Linked DNA regions of Sus scrofa: region 2 is linked to region 1. The links are chromatin contacts, called in public HiChIP or PLAC-seq maps. All regions are on one chromosome and are shown on one strand. The core of a region is the stretch at or near the end of the contact, and the rest is flanking DNA. Distances in the headings are between cores, read along the strand shown. Region 1 holds the start of RRM1 (ribonucleoside-diphosphate reductase large subunit). Region 2 holds the start of NUP98 (nuclear pore complex protein Nup98-Nup96).

Region 1 (6,122 bases), core at 425-2,924:
CCACCTCCCCCTGCCCTTCCCACCCCCAGACACCTCTCTCCCTCACCTGTTTTTGCTGTGGCTGTAAAGGTATTTCCCCTCTGCCCTACTCCCTGCCATGTCTTTACCCCGGGATCCTGTTTGGGGCCTGGGGTAGGGGTTCCTGGGGCTGGTCTTAGGAGGTGCTGGCTGCAGACTGCCTTGTACCCCCTGGACACCCTCACATGGGTTTTTCTGTGTTATTTCATAAGACTCTTTGAAGTCCAATAAAGCATGTAGGAGATTTTAATCTCTGCTGGCCTTGATTCTCATTGTGTTTTCTGTGCTCTTTGTGGCATAGCAGACAGGATGAAGAGACATTTTGCCTTTGCCAAGGGAAAATGAAACTAATACACTTACCCAAGAGCCCTCTGGGTAGAGCTGCCAGATGAAATACAGGAAGCTCAGATAAACCTGAATTTCAGACAAGTACCTTTTTAGTATAATTATGTCCCACGCACTATTTGGGACACGTTATTTTTATTTGCTAAATCTGGCAACCCTATCTCTTGCCTGTCCTATGGCTTCAGCTGTCCCCTGTGACTCTTAGAATTAGGAGCAAACCATTTGACTGTGCTTCCCAGGTACTGCGTTTTTCACACATTGAAGGTTTGTGGCAAGCAATGCAGTTTTTCTATCAGCATTTGTTCACTTCATGTCTCTGTGTCACATTTGGATGCTTCTTGCGACATTTCAAACCCGCCACGGGAACCAAGTTGATGGCTCGCTCAAGGTTCAGATAGTAATTAACATTTTTTAGCAATAAAGTGTTTATTGAGGTGCGTACATCTTTTTAAAGACATAATGCTATCGCACACTTAATAGACGACGGTGTAATGTAAATATAACTTCCTATGACTTGCAGCATCGTGGCAGTCTCTGTGTTGTGATGGTCTGGAACCAAAATGCTAGTGTCCTCCAGGTATGGCTGTACCTCGTAGGAAGCCTGGACCACGTGGAGAGCAGTAAGAAACCGATGAAAGGATCCAGGGAAGGGATGCCACTTCAGATTTCATAGATGGCAGTTTGCCTAGCCCACAGAAACTTGAGCCTCCTGAGTCACGTCTCCTCCATTCTTCCTCCCCACATTCGGTCTCCAAGTCCTGTCCATGCTCCCTCCGCAAGGCCGTACTGCTGACCCTGTCTCTGCCACCATCCACTAGGTAATTCGAAAAGCAGTACTTTTAGTACTTCTGGTAATTCCAAAAAGCAGCACTAAAAAGGTCAGTGCTCCTGCCCCGCTGAAAACCCCGGCAGGGCTCGTTCCTCTTGCCCAACGCCCTTGGCCTAGCAGGGCTCGCTTCCAACACTGCGCGCTAGGCTCCAGGCGACCTCACAAAAGGTCGTGGGGCTCCCGAATGCCTCCGGCTGCGGAGCTCAGGCCCACGGTGGCAGTCTCGGGTTATCCTAGTGTAACAGTCATCAAGCCGAGAAAAATCCAACCCGAGGGCTTGGTATTTCAAATGTTCCTGAACCGTCTCCACCCACGCAGGGCGTGCCGGCGAGAGGGGCGGGGCCAAGCCTGGCGGGCTCGGCGTGCTACGACCCGCCACAGGGCTCCAATTCGTCTTTGCCCACACTCAACATGGCGGCGACAGAGCGACGTTCCCGCCAGGCGTGCCCACACACGCGCCTTCTCCTGGGCCCTGCCCACACTCAACATGGCGGCTGCGGGACCAGGCCGACTCTTTGGCCGCCGTTACGGGCGGCGTCGCGTAACGTCATCGGAGCTCCGTTGTGCGGCTCCTGCGTCGCGGCTGGCGGGAGCGGGAAGGGGATTCGGATCGCGGTACTCGGCCCTGAGGGGAAAGTGCGCTCTGGCCTGGTTCCTGGCCCTGCACCCGAGCAGCCCCTGGAGCTCTATCTTCCTCCGCGCTCTGCGCCGTCTGGATCCCGCCGACGCTTCGGAGTTGCAGCCGCGTCTCGTATCCGTCAGCACCTCGTCCACCAGCGGCGATGCATGTAATCAAGCGAGGTGAGAGGCCGGCGGATGAGGGACGCGGGCTGCCCGCCCGCCCGCCTCCGCCGTTCCCGCGCTGCCCGCCCCGGCCGCCGCTCGGCTGCTGCCCTTCCTCGGTTTGCCCCCACGCCACCCGGGCCTCGGCTCTGCGCCCCGCGGCTCTGCCCTCCGGCCGCATTTCCCTGGAGTAACCCCTTCCTTTAGCAGGCAGGTGGCCGGGCGCGCGCTGCACTCGCTTCCCCAGCGCGGGCCGCCAGGGACGGATTTTAGCTCCTTTCCGCCCTTGAACAGCCTGAAGCGCGGAGGTTGGCTGACCGACGTAGCAGCCGCCCGGTTTCAGAGGATAGTGAGGCCGGGGCTCGAACCCATAGCCAGCAACGGAGTTTTATTTGAAAGGCTTGGTCACCCGTCGTGCGCGCCGGGGGAGCTAGGAAAGAGGGGGCTCTGCACCCCGCACGGGCGCCTGCCAGCTCGATCTCTCTCGTGGGGCGAAGAGCGCCAGACGCAGGCCCAGGCGTCTCCATGGGGTTCGCCCTTTGTAGGGGATGTGCTGCCAGCGGCCTGAGTCCCAGACGAGTTTGGGGTCGATACTGGCAGGCCTTCCCCTTGATGGGAAGAGCTATGGCATCAGGAGGGCGGCCCAGACAACCTCTGACAGAGGGGGGCCCTCCCTGTGTTTCCTCAACGCTTATTTCCCGTTATGCTCGCTGAGTGCTTGCTTTGTGCCAGCCTTTTGCTTGCTTCTGTGAAATTCATTCCAAAAGGAGACAGCCCTGCCTGGGGAAAGGTTTAATCAGGTTGAAACAACAAGAGCAAAACACACTTGCAGCAGGGAATCATATGGGACAGGTACGAACAAGTTTTGAGTCGACTCCCTCTGCTTCTGTTAAAGCATTGACGTTCTTGCAAACTTGTAGGCACTTAGGAAGTAAATACGGGCGGTTGAAGTGTTCTGTCCGCTAGGCTGTGAGTGTTTCAAAGTCGGGGACTTTATGCCCACACTTCCGCAGAACCTGCCATGAATAGGTGCTCAAAGAGTGGGTGAGAATAATTATTTTATTTATTTATGTAATGTCTTTTCAGGGCCGCACATGGAGGTTCCCAGGCCAGGGGTCCAGTCGGAGATGTAGCTGCCAGCCTGCGCTGCAGCCGCGTGAGATCTGAGCCCGTCTGGGACCTGCACCACAGCTCAGGGCAACGCAGCTCCTTAACCCACTGAGCGAGGTTAGGGATCCCCCCGGAGTCCTCACGGAGAGCAGTCAGATTCGTTAACCACTGAGCTACGAAGGGAACTCCGGGAATAATTACTTTAAAATACAGGATATAATGAGTGATGTGGAAGGCAGGTAGTTGACTTGGTTGTAGCTGGGTGGTTTACAGATGGAGAGGTGCCCAGTGGGGGCCCTTCTTCCTGGCATTAGCATCTTAGAACATCATTCTCTGAATTTCCTGTCTCCCACTTTAGCTGAGGAGATGAAAGACCAAAATACAGGGTGTATTTTTATCAGGTCATTCCTATGAGCGAGGGAGGCTCATTCAGTTTCGTTTTTGATTTTTCTGTTTTTTTTTTTTTTTCTTCATTTTGTGGCTGCAGCCACGGCATATGGACGTTCCCGGGCCAGGGCTTGAATCCCAGCCAGAGCTGCAGCCTACAAATCCCTTAACCCACTGCACTGGGCCAGGGATCAAACCCTGCGCCTCTGCAGCAACCTGAGCCGCTGTAGTTGATTCTTAACCCACTGAGCTGTGGAGGGAACACCAGCATCCAGGTTTTTTAGACCTTAAACATATGGAAGGATGAGGCGCTCTTATGATAAATCTGTAACAGATGATTTGAAAACCTGTAGACATATTTCTGGGGTGAGTAACACCTCTGTGTTGCATTTTTAACCTTTGGGTCCACTTTCAAAGACTGTAGTTTAGGAGGTCCCATCATGCCTCAGTGGAAACAATCAGATTAGCCTCCATGAGTATGCAGGTTTTGTCCCTGGCCTTGCTAAGCGGATTAAGGATCCGGCTTCCCTTGAGCTGTGGTATAAGCTCAGACTCAGCTCCCGTCTTGCTATGGCTGAGGTGTAGGCCAGCAGCTACAGCTCCGGATTCGACTCCTAGCCCGAGAACCGCCATATACCATGGGTGCAGCCCTAAAAAGAAAAAAGAAAGATACTGTAGTTTAAAAAGTACTACCTACAACAAGCTCTAAGAGGCAGATCTTTTTTGTTTTGTCTTTTCTAGGGCTGCACACGCGGCATATGGAGGTTCCCAGGCTAGCGGTCTAATCGGAGCTGCAGCCTCCGCACAGCAACGCCAGATCTGAGCCGCGTCTTCGGCCTACACCACAGCTCACAGCAATGCTGGATCCTTAACCCACTGAGCCAGGCCAGGGATTGAACCCGCAACCTCATGGTTCCTAGTTGGATTCGATTCAACCCCTAGCCTGGGAACCTCCATATGCCGCGGGAGCGGCCCAAGAAATAGCAACAACAACAACAAAAGACAAAAAGACAAAAAAAAAAAAAAAAAAAAACTTGGCTTCCATACTCTCCTGGAGTAATTAATGGTTTTGAATTTACTTCACCCCATGTAAAGAAGTACTTCTTTCTATGTGAAACTCCAGATAATCTTCCAGAGGCAACCTCTTAGTTTTTATTTGGGGGATATGGAAGCAAATACGTGTAGACCCTACCCGGTTAGTCCTTTTACGATTTTGGACTTAGACCCTATTGCTCTTCATTCTCCCCAACAAGAAGTCCTGGCCACCTGAGGTACGTTCTCAATTGTTTGATGCAGAATCAATGAACAATAAGATACCACTAGTAATCCCTCATCGACCGAAGAAGTTATTTTTTCGTGAACACCGACACATTAACTAAAACAGCCCTTCTCTTTCTGACCATCCCTGGGACCCCTTTTCTAGCCGGACTCACGTGTGCAGTGTTTAACTCTGAACAGAGTTAACTGGCCCACTCTGGGCCTGAGCCCTCAATGGTCTACCAACTGGTTAGGCAGACAGGGGCCACCAAGCAGGATTAACAAACTGAGAATTCTGCAGCTGCCAACTTAATCAGGAAACGGACAAAAAGCACAACAGCAAGTGTCTGGACTCACCCTAGAAAGAGGAGGCACACGTAAGGGCCCAAGGATCAGTGATCCACTGGTCTCTGGCCTCCCATCATTCCACTTGGTCATTGTGTTCAACCCACACGCTGATTTTATCAAACCACGGATCCCTGCTTCTCACTGCGTACATCCATCTCTCTCGTCATCCTCTTCTCCCAAACAGGCCTTCCTTCACTTGGTCTCACATCTCTTCTACGGTCCCAGGAAATATCCTAAGTCCCAAGAGGACCTTCCATTCCCACCTCCGTATCACTGCTTAGACCTCTCTCTGCCTGAAAGCCCCGCTTCCACCTTCCCAAACGTCTAACTCCTACCCACTCTCCAACTCTCGCACCTCCAGCAACCTGCCCCAGCCACTGCGACTCACGTGGACCTTCCCTTCCGGGAAATCCTAGCACTAACTGTCCGATTTCCTCTCGGTTATTAGCTGCTGTCTTTAATTCCTCTCTTCGGGGAGACTGCTAGCCCTGAGCCACTAAGGACATGTCTCTTTTACAAGACAGGAACCTCCTGTTCCTCTACCGGCAACGTTCGGCCCATTCAGCCTGGGATCTTCACAGAGCTGATTCTTAGCACCCTTCCGGGCTCAGCTCAAACGCCAGCTCCCTCCCTGAGGATCCAACCCAAGATCGTCTTCTCACTCAACTTTATCACATCGCCCTGTTTTACTACCATCATCTCACTAGTCACATCTGACATGATCTGACTCTTACAGTTAATTTACCTGTTTCTTGCATACACTTAAGTTCTCTCACCTACATCAGAATGTAAGCTCCATGGAAAAAGGGATTTAGCTTGTTTGGTTCTCTGCTGAATCCCATTACCTAAAAGAGTTCCTGGCACAAAGAGATGCTGAATATGGGTAGCCCTCTGTACCTGCTGGTTTCACATGCACAGATTCAACCAACTGTGGATTGTGTATTATTTTGGAGCCAAGGCTGGATGAATCCGAGGATGCAGAACCATGAGACAGTGAACCCACAGAGAAAGAGGGCCAGCTCTGGGACGTAGCATACTTGCCATG
Region 2 (5,575 bases), core at 1,151-3,650, 250 kb before region 1:
AGTTATCTGAATATAAAGGTAAGACCACAAATATTTCACCACAATTTAATAAAAAGACACATCTAAAATACAAAATGATTTGTGCTATAAATAGAAGTATCAAACAAGTGTCATGGAAGCTTGCAGTGGAGAGAATGCCAAGAAAGACTTCCCCAGGAGAGGGTGATGTTTGTTGAGAAAATGTCACAGAAGACACCCCATTCACCTCTTAAGAGTTAGGACTACAGTTCTGCGCTCACTTACACACTACTGTTTTTCAGTTTTTGCTTCGTCATCAAAACAAGAGTAAAGTGACAGTCTGACTGATGTGAACAGACCCAAGTGTCAACTAATTCGATTTCAATAAATCTCAATGAAGAGTCAAAAAATAATTCTATCAAAGTATTTCCCAGCACCTCCTTCCTATCCACCTCCTGGTTTTGTTTTTTAAAGATCCAAACTTCTTTCACCAAGAATCCAAACATGCCATCTGTCATGTTAACAAGTGTTTCTTTCTGAATTTATAAGACTCTTACAGGGAATGATCACTGCTCTTTTTCTTTCTTCCAGTTAGATTCTCCTCCGAAAAGTTTAATTTTCTCACCTTTATCTACTACAATTTTCAAATTCAGTAAAAGCTGAGTTCCAAGGTACCAGAAGCACAAAATGACTGCAGTGTACCTTTCTAAATCTTGTCCATATTTCCTGTTTTCTATTCCAATACTGTTGCAGGTCACTAAACTGGACTCTCTTCCGAGTCCCCAGAAGCTGATACTAATAAAAATTTAAGATCTGGAACAGGAAACCAGTCAATAACACGTAGTTTTATTGATTCATTTCCAACATGACATCAGTGACGTTCTTTTTTTGTGTGTGTGTCCTTTTTCGTGTTTTCATGGCCTCAGGGTTGGCATATGGAGGTTCCAGGCCAGGGGTCTAATCAGAGCTGTAGCTGCCGGCCTACGCCACAGCCACACCAACATGGGATCTGAGCCGTGTCTGCGACCTACACCACTGGTTACAGCAACACCGATCCTTAACCCACTGAGCAAGGCCAGGGATCGAACCTGCATCCTCATGGTTCCTAGTCGGATTCGTTAACCACTGAGGCACGACGGGAACTCCATAACAAGTGGCCGCACCTGCGGCATACTCTAGGTCCTGAGCTAGAGGTGGAGCCACAGCCACTGTAGAAGCAACGCTGAGTAGTTATGTTGTGAGCCACAGGGGAAGTCCTTTATTTTTATTTTTGTCATCACTGACATTCTTTAACCAACTTTTTTTCCCCTGCATCTGCGACATGCAGAAGTCCCTGGGCCAGGGATCCAACCCCACAGCAGCATCCTCTGGAGCCACAGCAGTAATAATGCCGGATCCTTCAGCATGTGCCTTACCATGAACAGAGCTGGTAGCAACTCCATCAGAAACGCTACTGAAGACTATGTCTGCTTCTAACTACCCAGGGTCCCCACCTTAACCCCCTCCACCATTCCAAAGGGAGTCCTCAGTACTGGTAGGCTAGAACCCAGGAAGGGTGGTGCAGGAGAAAAATTTCTAGACTGAGTCAGACCTGATAATTGGTTAACTCTGTTTCTTCTCTGAGCCTCAGTTTCTCCACCTAAAAAACTTGCACGTGACTTACGGTAAGGGGATTGGCTTAATTTCTAATGTCCTTATGTCCATAGTAATCCAGACACCTCAGATGTCTCCTCGTCAAGCTTCACAGGGAACACGTGGGAGAACAGAAAATAAGCTTTCACACCATTAAGCCGACCTTAGTTCTCATTGTTTGAAAAAGCTAGAAACTCCCGACCCACTCACCCTCCCCTAGAGCTGCAAATTTCCCCTCGGAGGAACCAAGGCAAATAAAGTCCATCCCTCGCGAGGGTCAGGGAAGTGCTGGGGGAGCCGTATTCAGCGTTTCAGGGCGCTGCCCTCCCAAAGGGCCGGCCCACCTAAACACCGCCGGGCCAATGAATGAGTACAACCAACTGCAGGTTCGTCCCCTCCACGCAGGCTGCAGCGCGGGACCCCTGGGCCCAGACCCCACCGACAGCGACTCCCTCCCGGAGCCCCGAGCGCGGACCTCGGGGCCCCGCCCCCTCCCTCGGGGCCGAAGGTGCGCGCAGGGGCGCGAGACTTCAGCGCAGCGAGGGCCTGGGACGCCCCGCGCACCGGCCCGCCCTGAGGGGAGGAGGAGCCTGCGGGTCCCGGCCACCACCGCCACCCCGGCTCCCGACTTACCGCGGTGCTGTGGGGGAGGGGAAGTGTCAGGAGTGAGGGCCTAGGCCCGTCCGCCACCCGCCGCTCCGAGAGCAGCGCGCGGCCGCCACGAAACCGTCGCCGCCTCCGCCGCCACCACCGACACCGACCGCCGCTCGGGGCGCAGCGCGCAGAGGGCCCGACTGCGTCACACGCCGCCCGCCGTCAGAGGCTCGCTGCGACCGCTCCGCCCCCGCTGTCTTCCCATTGGTAGATGCCGCCGCCACTCTAGGGCCTCCCTGTTACTCATTGGACCACGGGCCTTTTGAAACCGAACGTGAGGGCTGTCTTCGGGAAACTGGGAGAGGGGGAAGAGGAGGGACACAGGAACTAGGGGGAGGAAAGGGGAGGGGCGGTGGGAGGGACCCAGAGTCCCGCCCCTCGTCGCTGTGGTTGGCTGGGAGCGAGTCGTGACGTCACACAGGGCTCCTCGAAGTGGGCTGGTGAGTGGCTACATCGGGCGGGGTTGGGAGAAGAGTGATGACGTTATACCAAGGCTCCGCCCCCTCCTTTGGAGCAGAGAGACTCCGGCGGCTGAGGCTGGGGCCAATCAGAGTGAAGACTCCAGGATGGCATGGTAACTATTCTACCCTTTCCCTGCCCCAGTCAGCCGGAGGTGATGGGAAAGCACCCCAGTCGTCCTGCCCTCATTTCCTGGCCAGACCACGTGCGCAGATGGAGGGCTCTCCTAGGAGGTCTGTCGCGCGTAGTTCACCTGCAGCTGCTCCGAGGCCCCGAAACCGGGCCTCCTTGTCTGCTGACCCATGCTAACCCCAACACTACCGTCCCCTCCTTGTTTCCCTAGAATAGACGTTAGCATTAGAGATGCCATAGGGCATGGCTCAACTTAAGGTTTGGTACAAAGAACAGTTCTGGTACTTGTTTCCCACCTGCACTTTAGGAAGCTCTACTTATTCATAAAGTCCTGGTTGAAATGTTCCCACCTTCTCTGGGATACATTTGCCTATCTCTCCCAGTGAGTTGGGGGTAACGCTTGGGCAGGCCTCTGTTACAGCCTTGTTACTTTGTATTCTGTTATTTACTTTCCTATCTTTTGTGCAGGGCTCTTGAAGGTCAGTTTTATTTTCACACTGGTGTTCCTTTCCTCCAGGGCCTAACTTGCAGCAGAAGCCTGCAAGAGGGTGGGTAGAGTCTGTTCTAGAAAGTAGATCTAGTGACTAAGGGTCCCACATAAAATAGCCGAGACTGTGCTCAGAAAGCAAAACCTTGAGATTTACCACGCGGCCACCCCCTTCTGGGACATTAATAGATTGAAATAGGCGCTGCCCAAAACATACATAAATCACTCTGTGTTTTCAGTGGTGGCAAGGGATTAGTCAAAAAGTGGCGTGGTCCTAAAGATAAAATAATGGGTAAGAGAAACGAAATAAATGTTCAGTAGATGCTTGAGGGGACAGAGAAAGAAATCTATGGATGGTCAAATAGTAAAGCTGAACCTCTGACTCCAGACACCTTCCCCCAACTCCTCCAGCTCCTCCATTCAAACCTCAGTCCCTACCCTCCACCCTCTCTTGCCTGTGCTCTGCATCAGAAAGTCATAAGCTCTCCTCCCTGCCCTCATGGACTCTTGTTTTCTCACCTTCCCCGCCTCAATCCTCAGTCCTTTCAATCCTATGTTTGAGCTTTTCCTCTCCTTATTTATTCCGATGTTCCTAGGCGCGCAGCATAGCTGCACATTAAATGTTTCATGCATGAGTGAGTGAATTTCTCTCTCTCTCTCTTTTTTTTTTTTTTTTTTTTGTCTTTTTGCCATTTCTTGAGCCTCTCCCGCAGCACATGGAGGTTCCCAGGATAGGGGTCTAATAAGAGCTGTAGCTTCCAGCCTACGCCAGAGTCACAGCAACGCGGGATCCAAGCCTCATCTGCGACCTACACCACAGCTCACAGCAACGCCGGATCGCCAACCCACTTAGCAAGGGCAGGGATGGAACCCCCAACCTCATGGTTCCTAGTCGGATTTGTCAACCACTGCACCACGACGGGAACTCCTGAATTACTTTCTTAAGTAGAAGAGAAATATGGGACTTTTGAGTCAGAGGACCCTGGGTTTTAAATCTGAGCCCAATCATGTATTAGCTATATGAGCGTGAGTAAAGTTCTTAACCCCCCTGAACCTTAGTTTCCTTGTCTGTAAAATGGGAGTAATAACTGTACTTGCCTCACAGAGCTGTGAGGATTAAGTGGATAAGGCCCTTGATGTGGTATCTGGTGCACAGCCCTCAGTAAATGCTAGAGAGTGTTTGTATTCCTTAACGATGTTAAGGAATTCCCATTCTAAATATTCTAAGACATGGATTCTGTCCCAGAAAATGAGCTCAGAAATGTGTCAGTCCAGAGTAGTAGTGGCAGGTGTGCAGGAGCCAGTCTTCTTAAGTAGTGTATACCAATGGGCCAGCTGGAGGGGGAGACATCGGACAAGGCGTGCTCCAGGGAGAAATGTCTTGTGACCACGGTGATTTCTAAGTCGAAGGACCTCTTATGAGGTACTCTGGTAGGCATGCGGCCCACGAAAGATTTCTCTGTGGGCCAGGGCTTCCTGGGCCTGCACACTCTTACTCTGCCTAATTCTCATAAGCCCCTTGGATTGCCATCGTCTTCCTTCTTCCCCTCTAAAGCCAAGGAGTTGGGTGCATATTCACAAAAGCTTGATGAGCCAAACACTCTCCGGACATCAGGAGCCCAGAGATGTCCACAGCTCAGTTTTCTGCCCGAGACAGAGCTAAGTGAAATCCAGTTCTGTCCTGGGAGCTCCCAGTCTCTCTCACACATGGCCTGAGATCTCAGTTTGTGCAGCTCTGGAGAACCGATGCCCAGGGAAGAGACTGACCTCTAAGTACTACAGAATCATCAAAGGAATAGATGATTCTAGATTTGTTTTTCTTTGCTTTTTTTTGCTTTTTGGGGCCACGTATGGAGGTTCCCAGGCTAGGGGGGTTGAATTAGAGCTATAGCTGCTGGCTTATACCACAGCCACAGCAATGCCAGATCAGAGCCACATCTGCGAGCTACACCATAGCTCACAGCAACACCGCATCCTTAACCCACTGAGCAAGGCCAGGGATTGAACCTGCAGCCCCATGGTTCCTAGTCAGATTTGTTTTTGCTGCACCACGAGTTGCTGTGGCTCTGGCGTAGGCTGGTGGCTACAGCTCCGATTCAACCCCTAGCCTGGGAACCTCCATATGCCGCAGGAGTGGCCCAAAAAATGGCAAAAAGACAAAAAAAAAAAAAAAAAAGAAGCTTCTGTTTTTCAGTAATAATAATAATTACCATTTATTGAGGCCTAGCTCTTTGTCAGATCTTTTTTTTTTTT

What was found. HiChIP or PLAC-seq counts read pairs in DNA pulled down with a chosen protein or histone mark.
Region 2: an H3K27ac HiChIP or PLAC-seq map of alveolar macrophages shows a contact between it and region 1. The contact joins the promoter of NUP98 here to the promoter of RRM1 in region 1. A contact is called at or near these places in 1 of 5 promoter capture datasets (fetal liver) and 1 of 2 datasets of contacts at active chromatin or transcription factors (alveolar macrophages).

Annotation. Positions count from the first base shown.
Region 1 is chr9:6,060,763-6,066,884 of Sscrofa11.1, reverse strand. It overlaps RRM1 (ribonucleoside-diphosphate reductase large subunit), which reads left to right and starts at 1,674. Exons shown (of 20, transcript XM_021062424.1): 1 at 1,674-1,993. The coding sequence starts at 1,975. It also overlaps a transcript of STIM1 not described here.
Region 2 is chr9:6,316,441-6,322,015 of Sscrofa11.1, reverse strand. It overlaps NUP98 (nuclear pore complex protein Nup98-Nup96), which reads right to left and starts at 2,400. Exons shown (of 34, transcript XM_021062427.1): 1 at 2,224-2,400. PGAP2 (post-GPI attachment to proteins factor 2) reads left to right here and starts at 2,717. Exons shown (of 7, transcript XM_021062450.1): 1 at 2,717-2,818.